Regions from separate parts of the Ovis aries genome. Here region 1 is linked to region 2. Evidence: chromatin contacts called from public Hi-C data. All regions are on one chromosome and are shown on one strand. Each heading gives the region's core, a stretch centred on a gene start, on an enhancer-like site or on the middle of the called end of the contact. The rest is flanking DNA. Distances are from core to core; before and after follow the strand shown. Region 1 has its middle 44 kb from the start of NR1D2. Region 2 has its middle 160 kb from the start of RARB.

What was found. A called contact is a pair of places that touch in the nucleus more often than the background predicts.
Region 1: a Hi-C map of liver shows a contact between it and region 2, with 7 times the contacts expected there. The contact joins two enhancer-like sites. A contact is called at or near these places in 9 of 16 Hi-C or Micro-C datasets (blood, hypothalamus, liver and 5 more).

The regions. Positions count from the first base shown.
Region 1 is chr26:41,294,104-41,297,808 of ARS-UI_Ramb_v3.0, reverse strand. No RefSeq gene overlaps it. Among named protein-coding and RNA genes, the nearest start is that of NR1D2, 44 kb to the left of the region's middle. Within about 2 kb of position 2,223, at least 4 of the 54 cell types and tissues checked have an H3K27ac peak or open chromatin away from gene starts, as enhancers often do. A contact at or near this core is called in liver, where this site is marked.
Region 2 is chr26:40,561,303-40,564,680 of ARS-UI_Ramb_v3.0, reverse strand. No RefSeq gene overlaps it. Among named protein-coding and RNA genes, the nearest start is that of RARB, 160 kb to the right of the region's middle. Within about 2 kb of position 1,785, at least 3 of the 54 cell types and tissues checked have an H3K27ac peak or open chromatin away from gene starts, as enhancers often do. A contact at or near this core is called in liver, where this site is marked.

The DNA of each region.
Region 1 (3,705 bases), core at 974-3,473, 730 kb before region 2:
TGGCTGGCGTGGAGGTATTAAACTCCAGCTCCAGTTCAAGGCTGGACACATGATAAACTCCTGTGACCACACTTTCTCCATTCAGATAGGACATAAAAGAAGGATCCAGAGAAGCGAAAGAAGAGTTCTTGAGACATTTTCACACTCAGGGGAGCCAGAACAGCCTGGTGGATCTGGGGACCCATTCTTGGCTGTGCCAAGAAACTGAATTAGCCAGCTAGGCTTGAGAAAACACTGGGGCTTCCGGCAACTGCTCTAAGCAGACTTTCCACTCTTCTGAGCTTTGCCCGCAGTCACATGTGTCGTGTCACAGAACTAATTATAAGAGATCCTGAGAGCCAAGGGGAGACTGATCACCTGAGAAGCTAATTCCAGGAGCAGAGGATGAAGAATGAAATGAAACAACTTCCATTCCTAAATCCCACTCTTCTCTGTAGAAACTGTAATTGCCCGAGGGTTGCTGGCTATGGAAGTTTAGATTTTACTGGGATCTTTCTGCTTTCAGTCTTGCTTAATTTATTTTCAGGCTTCAGACCATTGTTCAGTGCTGACTTTTATGGCTGCTTTCTGGGAGGAGGGGGTTTGGGGTGCAAGCAGTGCTTTTTATTTCATGGGGAAATGGGAGCCACTAAGGGAACCCTGACTGTCCCCTCACCATCCCTTGCAATGGGGAAATTTTGGCTTTACCTGTGACTTCTTTGAGAATGCAGAGTGATCTCAGACCGTCTCAGCTGGCCCAGTCATGGAATGAATGATGACGAGAGCGGGAATTCAGGCTGGGGAAGGGCTTTCAGACCACCTGCTGCAGCAGTGCTCAGGGCCTTCTCTCGCCAGGACATGCGCAATGAGTGTTTGAGTTTGCATCCTCCTAAAAGCTGATGACAGGCTTCCCCGGTGGCTCAGTGGTAAAGAATCCGCCTGCCGGTGCAGGAGACATGGCTTCGATCCCTGGGTCAGGAGGATTGCCTGGAGGAGGAAATGGCAGCCCACTCCCGTATTCTTGCCTGAAGAATCTCATGGACAGAGGAGCCTCGAGGGCTACAGAACATGGGGTCATGTAAGAGTTAGACAGGACCCAGAGACTAGACCAAAAGCTGAGGACAGGATGTTGGGTGCTGGGAAGGGATGTCAGGAAGCAGAAGCGAGGCGGAAGAGTCGGAGAGGCTGTGCTCAGGAGCTGGCCGCCCCCGGGCCAGCCGCCCCACCGTGGCGGCACCACCTGACAAGGCTATAGCGCTGTCCCCGCAAGGGGCGAGGAAGCTGGGGATTTATCCACTGATGCCATCTCTTTTGGTTGGGGGCTGCTCCTTAGGACTGAGCTTCTTCCCCCAGCCCAGGGAAAGCCCTTGGGCTGTGAGACAGAGCGGCCTGAGCCCCCACGGAGGGCCATGGCCAGCAACCCCCCGAACCGCCCACCCTCTGGAGCCAGAAGGGGCCGCGGGAAGAGCAGCAGCAGCGTCGGCCTCCAGGGTGACTTCCAGCTACAGAACAGACTGGCATCTGGAGTTCTTGGGGTGGTTTTAGTCTCCTTTGCAAATCCTTGGCATCCCTTCCATCGAGAGGTGGGGGCTCAGTGGATTCTTTCCCCAGAGTCCAGGCAGGCTTGTGACTGCTTTTGTCAGGAGACTAGAACAAAACTTGGCCTCTGTCCACCGGTGCCAAATAGAAACAGTTTGGGGTGAAGCAGGAAGAAACAGCTTTATCGCTTTATCAGGCAGAGCGGGCCACAGCAGGCCAATGCCCTCAAAACTAAGTGCCCCAACCCTAGAGGGGGTAGTGGAGAGTCGTGGTGTTCGAGGAGCAGGGTGTGGCCTTCTTGTGGATGCTCTTCTGACTGGCTGGTGATGATGCCATTGGGAGTCAGCATCATCAGGCTTCTGGTTCCGACCCGTCTGGGGTCTGCAGAACAGCTCAAAGGACATGGCTCGGAATATTACCCACAGCTCTTGGGGAAGAGCTAAAGCTCGTCGACTTTAGTCAATGGTTAAAGTATTATTAACTTGTCTTGCTTGACTGTTTTCCTTTCTTTCTGCATTTTCTCACTTCTCTGATTATTCTTTGACTGAAGCTTTCCTGCAGACAAAAGGCAGGTGGAGGACATGGGTGGAGAGAGAGGTCTATTCTGGGAAGTCCCCATAGGGGCCTGCTCAGTCACAATCTCTGTCATTTCCAAGATTACATCATCCAAAGCCGCGCCGCCTCTGCCCTGGCTGCGAGGATGCGTGCACTGGGGCTGTCCTGGGGCCGCCGCGAGGGAGAGGGGCCGTGGGGAGCTCTTCAGTCAACAGCCCCACTGAGTGCCCCTCTGATCTGCTGGCTAGGGTCAGCTGCTGGCTGTGTGGGTGGACCATCTTGGCTGTGTAACCCTGTTGTACCTGCAGATATCTGCAGTTTCAGCCAGTATCTGACTGCAGCCTCTTGTGGGACCCCCAGTAGAAACGTCCTCGTCAAGCTCTGCCTGAATTCCTGACCTACAGAAACTGGGAGCAAAATAAAATGATTATCGTTTTATACGCTGACATTTGAAGTACTTTGTGATGCCATAATAGTAAGTGGAATAATGCTTACGCGGCTCCTTTGGGGGCACAGCCTGTCCCTTCTCAGAGAAGGCTGTGGAAGCCGGGGGTGCACATTGGCAGGTGTTTCCAGCAGTACCATTAGCAGTCCTCCAGCTGCCTTCTGAAGAGGCGGCAATAATGGGAGGCAGTATTTTGAAAGGGGCTTTGTGAAGAGTCCAGTGGCGCCTTGCACTCACATGGTGCTTTTTCTCTCCTTACCATGGGATTCTCCAGTGTCATCCTATTCCATTCAGTTGCAGAGAGGGTTTATAGATTGTACTCTCTACTGCCTCGTAGAGAAGCCATTTCATTCTCTATCCAAAGCAGCTAGAATCAAGGACAAATGGGAAAGGAGCTCTAGAAGGGGAGGGACTGGTTTTACGAACATCTACTTTGTTTTAGAATCAGGGACAAAGGACAAAAAAGAAGGGGGAAGGACTGGCTTTACTAATTGGGAAATCCTTCCACCACATGACTGTCAAGCGTGGACAAACATTTAAGGACTGGAAGTTCCCTGTGGTTGCCAAGGGGGAGGCGTTGGGGGAGGAATGGATCCAGAGTTGGGACTAGCAGATGCAAATTATTATATATAGAATGAAAACCAGCAAGGTCCTACTATATAGCACACGGAGCTATATTCAATGTCGTGGGATAACCACGAAGGGAAATAATATAAAAAAGAATGTATATATATGTACAACTGAATCACTTTGCTGTACCGCAGAAATTAGCACAACATTGTAATCAACTATATTTCAATAATAATAATAACAAAAGAAACTGATGTGCAGTAAGGAGTCAAGAGTATGGTTTACAAATTCTGGGACTCTTTGAGGGACCAGGAGAAGAAAGTTCTCTAACATTTGAGCCTCAGAATCACTTGAGCCTTGAAATAGCTCCTACAGAGGAGAATGTCAGTGTCATACAATGTAATACCTATAACAAACAGGTTTAAATACATTCGACATGTAGGTTCCATATTGCTTGATAAGGCACTCGGATTTAGAAATAAAGGAGAAAACCCTTCAGAAAATATGATTTAATACATTATTAAAAAAATGTATTCAGTTCAGTCGCTCAGTCGTGTCTGACTCTTTGCGACCCCATGAATTGCAGCACGCCAGGACTCCCTGTCCATCACCAACTC
Region 2 (3,378 bases), core at 536-3,035:
TACTCACCTCTGACTCAGACATGTCAGCTGTGCACACTGGGATCACCTGGGGAGAGGTAAAAAATACCAACGCCTAGTCCCTTCTCCCGCCCGGACAGTCTGGCAGAGAGGCAAGCGGCCTGGACCTCAGGATGTAAACCCGTGGGGTGGCTCAGACATGCCACGTGAGAGCCGTGGCCGGCTGCTCAGCACTCTGGCGCTGGCTGGTCTCCTCCTGGGAGTCGGGATAGCCTCAGAGGACACACAGTCAAGACGATCACCAGGCCCGGCTGACACTGTTTTCGATGAGTCTGCACAGTGTGAACCGCCTCGTGTGGACTGTCTCTTCAAGCCTCACAGTAAGAGATGCATTGTCCACTACCCCTACAGGAGTGATGTCTGGAGCCTATGGCTCTGCAGCAAATTGTGAAAGTGGTTGAGTCTTGGCAGAAATACGCTGGCTCAAAAGCACAGAAGAAAAACTGAACAGCTGAAATGAATAGTAATCATTTTGACAATAAAGTTATAAACCTTATTAAATAGTTTTAAATGATTTCTTATATTTAGTGAGTTTTAGGGCTTTGAAAAATATGCTTACTCTTTCCTAAGGTAAGACTGCCAAAGGGCTGGTGCCTAGGAATGTCTTTGGATGGCCCTGCTCACTGTGACTTTTTAAAGAGCTATTTTTTATTTATTTTCGGCTGCCCTGGGTCTTCGTCGCTGTGGGTGGGCTTTCTCCGGGTGCAGTGGGGTGGGGATGCGCTCTGTTTGGGGAGCGGGGCCTGTTTCTCGCTTCTGTGGCTTCTCTTTGGGGAGCACAGCTCTAGGTTTCAGTGGTTGCGGCTCATGGACTTGGTTGCCCTGTGGCATGTGGGATCTTCTCAGACCCGTGATTGCTGCTTTGTCCCCTGCATGGCAAGGCAGCTTCTTATCCACTGGGCCCCCGGGGAGTCCCCTCCGTGTTCACAAACATAACTTTAAGGGCAGAAATGGTGGTCAGCTCCACCTTGTAGAGGACACAGTTGAGGCACAGGATTTCAGTAATCAGCTTTACTCTGCTCTCAGCAAAGTGAGGGGTAAAGAACTCACTCTGACGTTCTAAGTCAATGTCATGTATGTATCATGCACACGCACATGTGCACACACACACACACACCCCTCATGCTTTTTGGAAAAAAAAAAAAAAAGCCACAACAATCCCAAGGTCAGTTGTAAAGGAATAGCAGTGTGGGGCTGTCTGAAAGTTTTTCGGAGAATCTGGCTCACTAAAGCTGCTGGCCTGCGTTCCGCAGGGCGGGGCAGCTGAGACCAGCTCCTGGGGAGCCCCGTGCAGGCTGTGTTCTGAGGCATCCGGAGGTGGCCAGCGTGAGCCCTGCGTGAGCACCCCTGGTTCATGCCGCTTGCTTGGCAGCCCAGGCCTGGGGAAATATTGCTTTAAAGGAGGGGGCAAAGGTATTAAAAGACTCCCCCGGTTCACTTTAAAATGATAACCTCTTCAACGCCATGTAGGACTGGATCCCTTTGGTTTAAAAAGAAAAGGCCCTGGAAACCTAGGCCGCCTCCTGCGGGTGCAGCTGGACGGGGACCGTGGGGGTGGCGCCTCCTGGCGTCTGTTTCCCGCGGACAGCTCAGGAAGAGGGGCGTCCTGTGTCCACCGCTGAGGTTTTTGCAGGATGCCCTGAACCTTGACTTAACTTTGGGGGCTGCAAACGCCTGGCAGGCAGGAGGGAGGAAAGACTACGCTGACTGACATCTTAGCAGACAGACGTTTATTTAAAAATCGTCTCCCTCTGGCTTGGAAGCAGAGTGTCGGCCCAAGTCAGCGATTCTCTCTCCTCTCCTGCCACCTGCTGGTGAGGTCCACACACAGGTCCCTGCAAGGGTCCCGGACCCCAGCTGTCATTTCCACGGCGTTTGCTTTGTGTTCCAGGTCTATACTACTCAAATCATCAAGTCAGACTCTCAAGAAATTTGGAAATTTTTGTTTGGTGTTCCAGGTCAAAGTGACAGCTTATGATTATTTTTATACACCAGAGAGTCTCATTTGTGCTAACTAGTTTGGTTCTAATTGAGCTAATTCTGTGACGTTGCTAAATAATATGACTGTGAATCTGTACAAATCTTTGATTTAAACAGAAGAGAAAGTCAGGACCCACAATTCTATGAAGCTGGATATTTATTTAAACATAGGAATCACTGGTTGCTCTGGTATCAGGTATTGAAAGAAGAAAATATTGCTTAAAATTGCGTGTTGACATGAATACTCTCCACTGGAGCTTGTGGCTAATTCTCTAGTATCATTAGGTCATTACTGTTATCACACCTGGAATTAATGTAATTAATTCAGGCTCACTTATATTGTTAAAAATTAAATTAAACCCATACCTCAAACACTCTGATCTCTTAACCTGCCCTTCCAGCAGCCTTTGAGATTTTATGTGAAATTCCGGATCTCTACCTTCTCTGAAGAAATAAGAAAATCTGGCAACCGTTGGCCTGCTCCTGTGGCCGCCAGCTTCCCCGAAACAGGCTGTATCTCTAGAGCCTCAGCCTTAGGGATCCCAGTGAAAAGCGTTAGTCTCTCAGTCGTGTCCAACTCTTCCCTCTGTCCATGGGATTCTCCAGGCCAGAATACTGAAGTAGGTTGCCATTCCCTTCTCCAGGGGATCTTCCCGAACAGGGGTCAAACCCAGGTCTCCTGCATTGCAGGCAGATTCTTTACCATCTGAGCCACCAGGGAAACCCAAGGGATCCAGAGAAGGGTCCTCTCTCTTCCTCCTGAAACTCTGATCAGGCAATTACGCTGCCACTTGACCTCAGGCCAAGTTGCAGAGCAGTGGAGGAAGACTTCGTCATAGAAAAATCAAGTACCAAATTATAAATAATAAATGGAAGGCCAAAGGAGGAGCTTCCCTGGCATCCAGGGGCCAAGCCTCTGCTCTCCCAGTGCAGGGCTCCCTGGCTCGACCCCTGGTCAGAGAGCTAGGTCCCACTTGCTGCGACCAAGAGCCTGAACGCTGCGGCTGCAGACCCCGCGTGCAGCAGTGAGGACCGGAGAGCCGTCGTGCTGCAGCTGGGACCCGCGGAGACCTGAAGAAACAAGTGAGTGTGCACACTTACCGAGACCCAGAGAGGCTCCCTGTGATTGGATCCTATCTTCAAGTGAAACCAGCGATTTTAAAAGTGAATGGGAGAGTAGGCGGCTTTGGAAGTGTTAGCTGAACATTTCGATTTACTGAATGTCAACATGTAATTAACTCGTACTTTTTCTCAACACACAACAGCAACCAGTACATGCGAGAAGCCTGAGCACGACTTGCTGATTAAAGGCGATGATGATGCGAAAGGCTTGAAAATTAATGTGAAAAGACGTAGTTTAAAAAAGACATTTAAAAATAT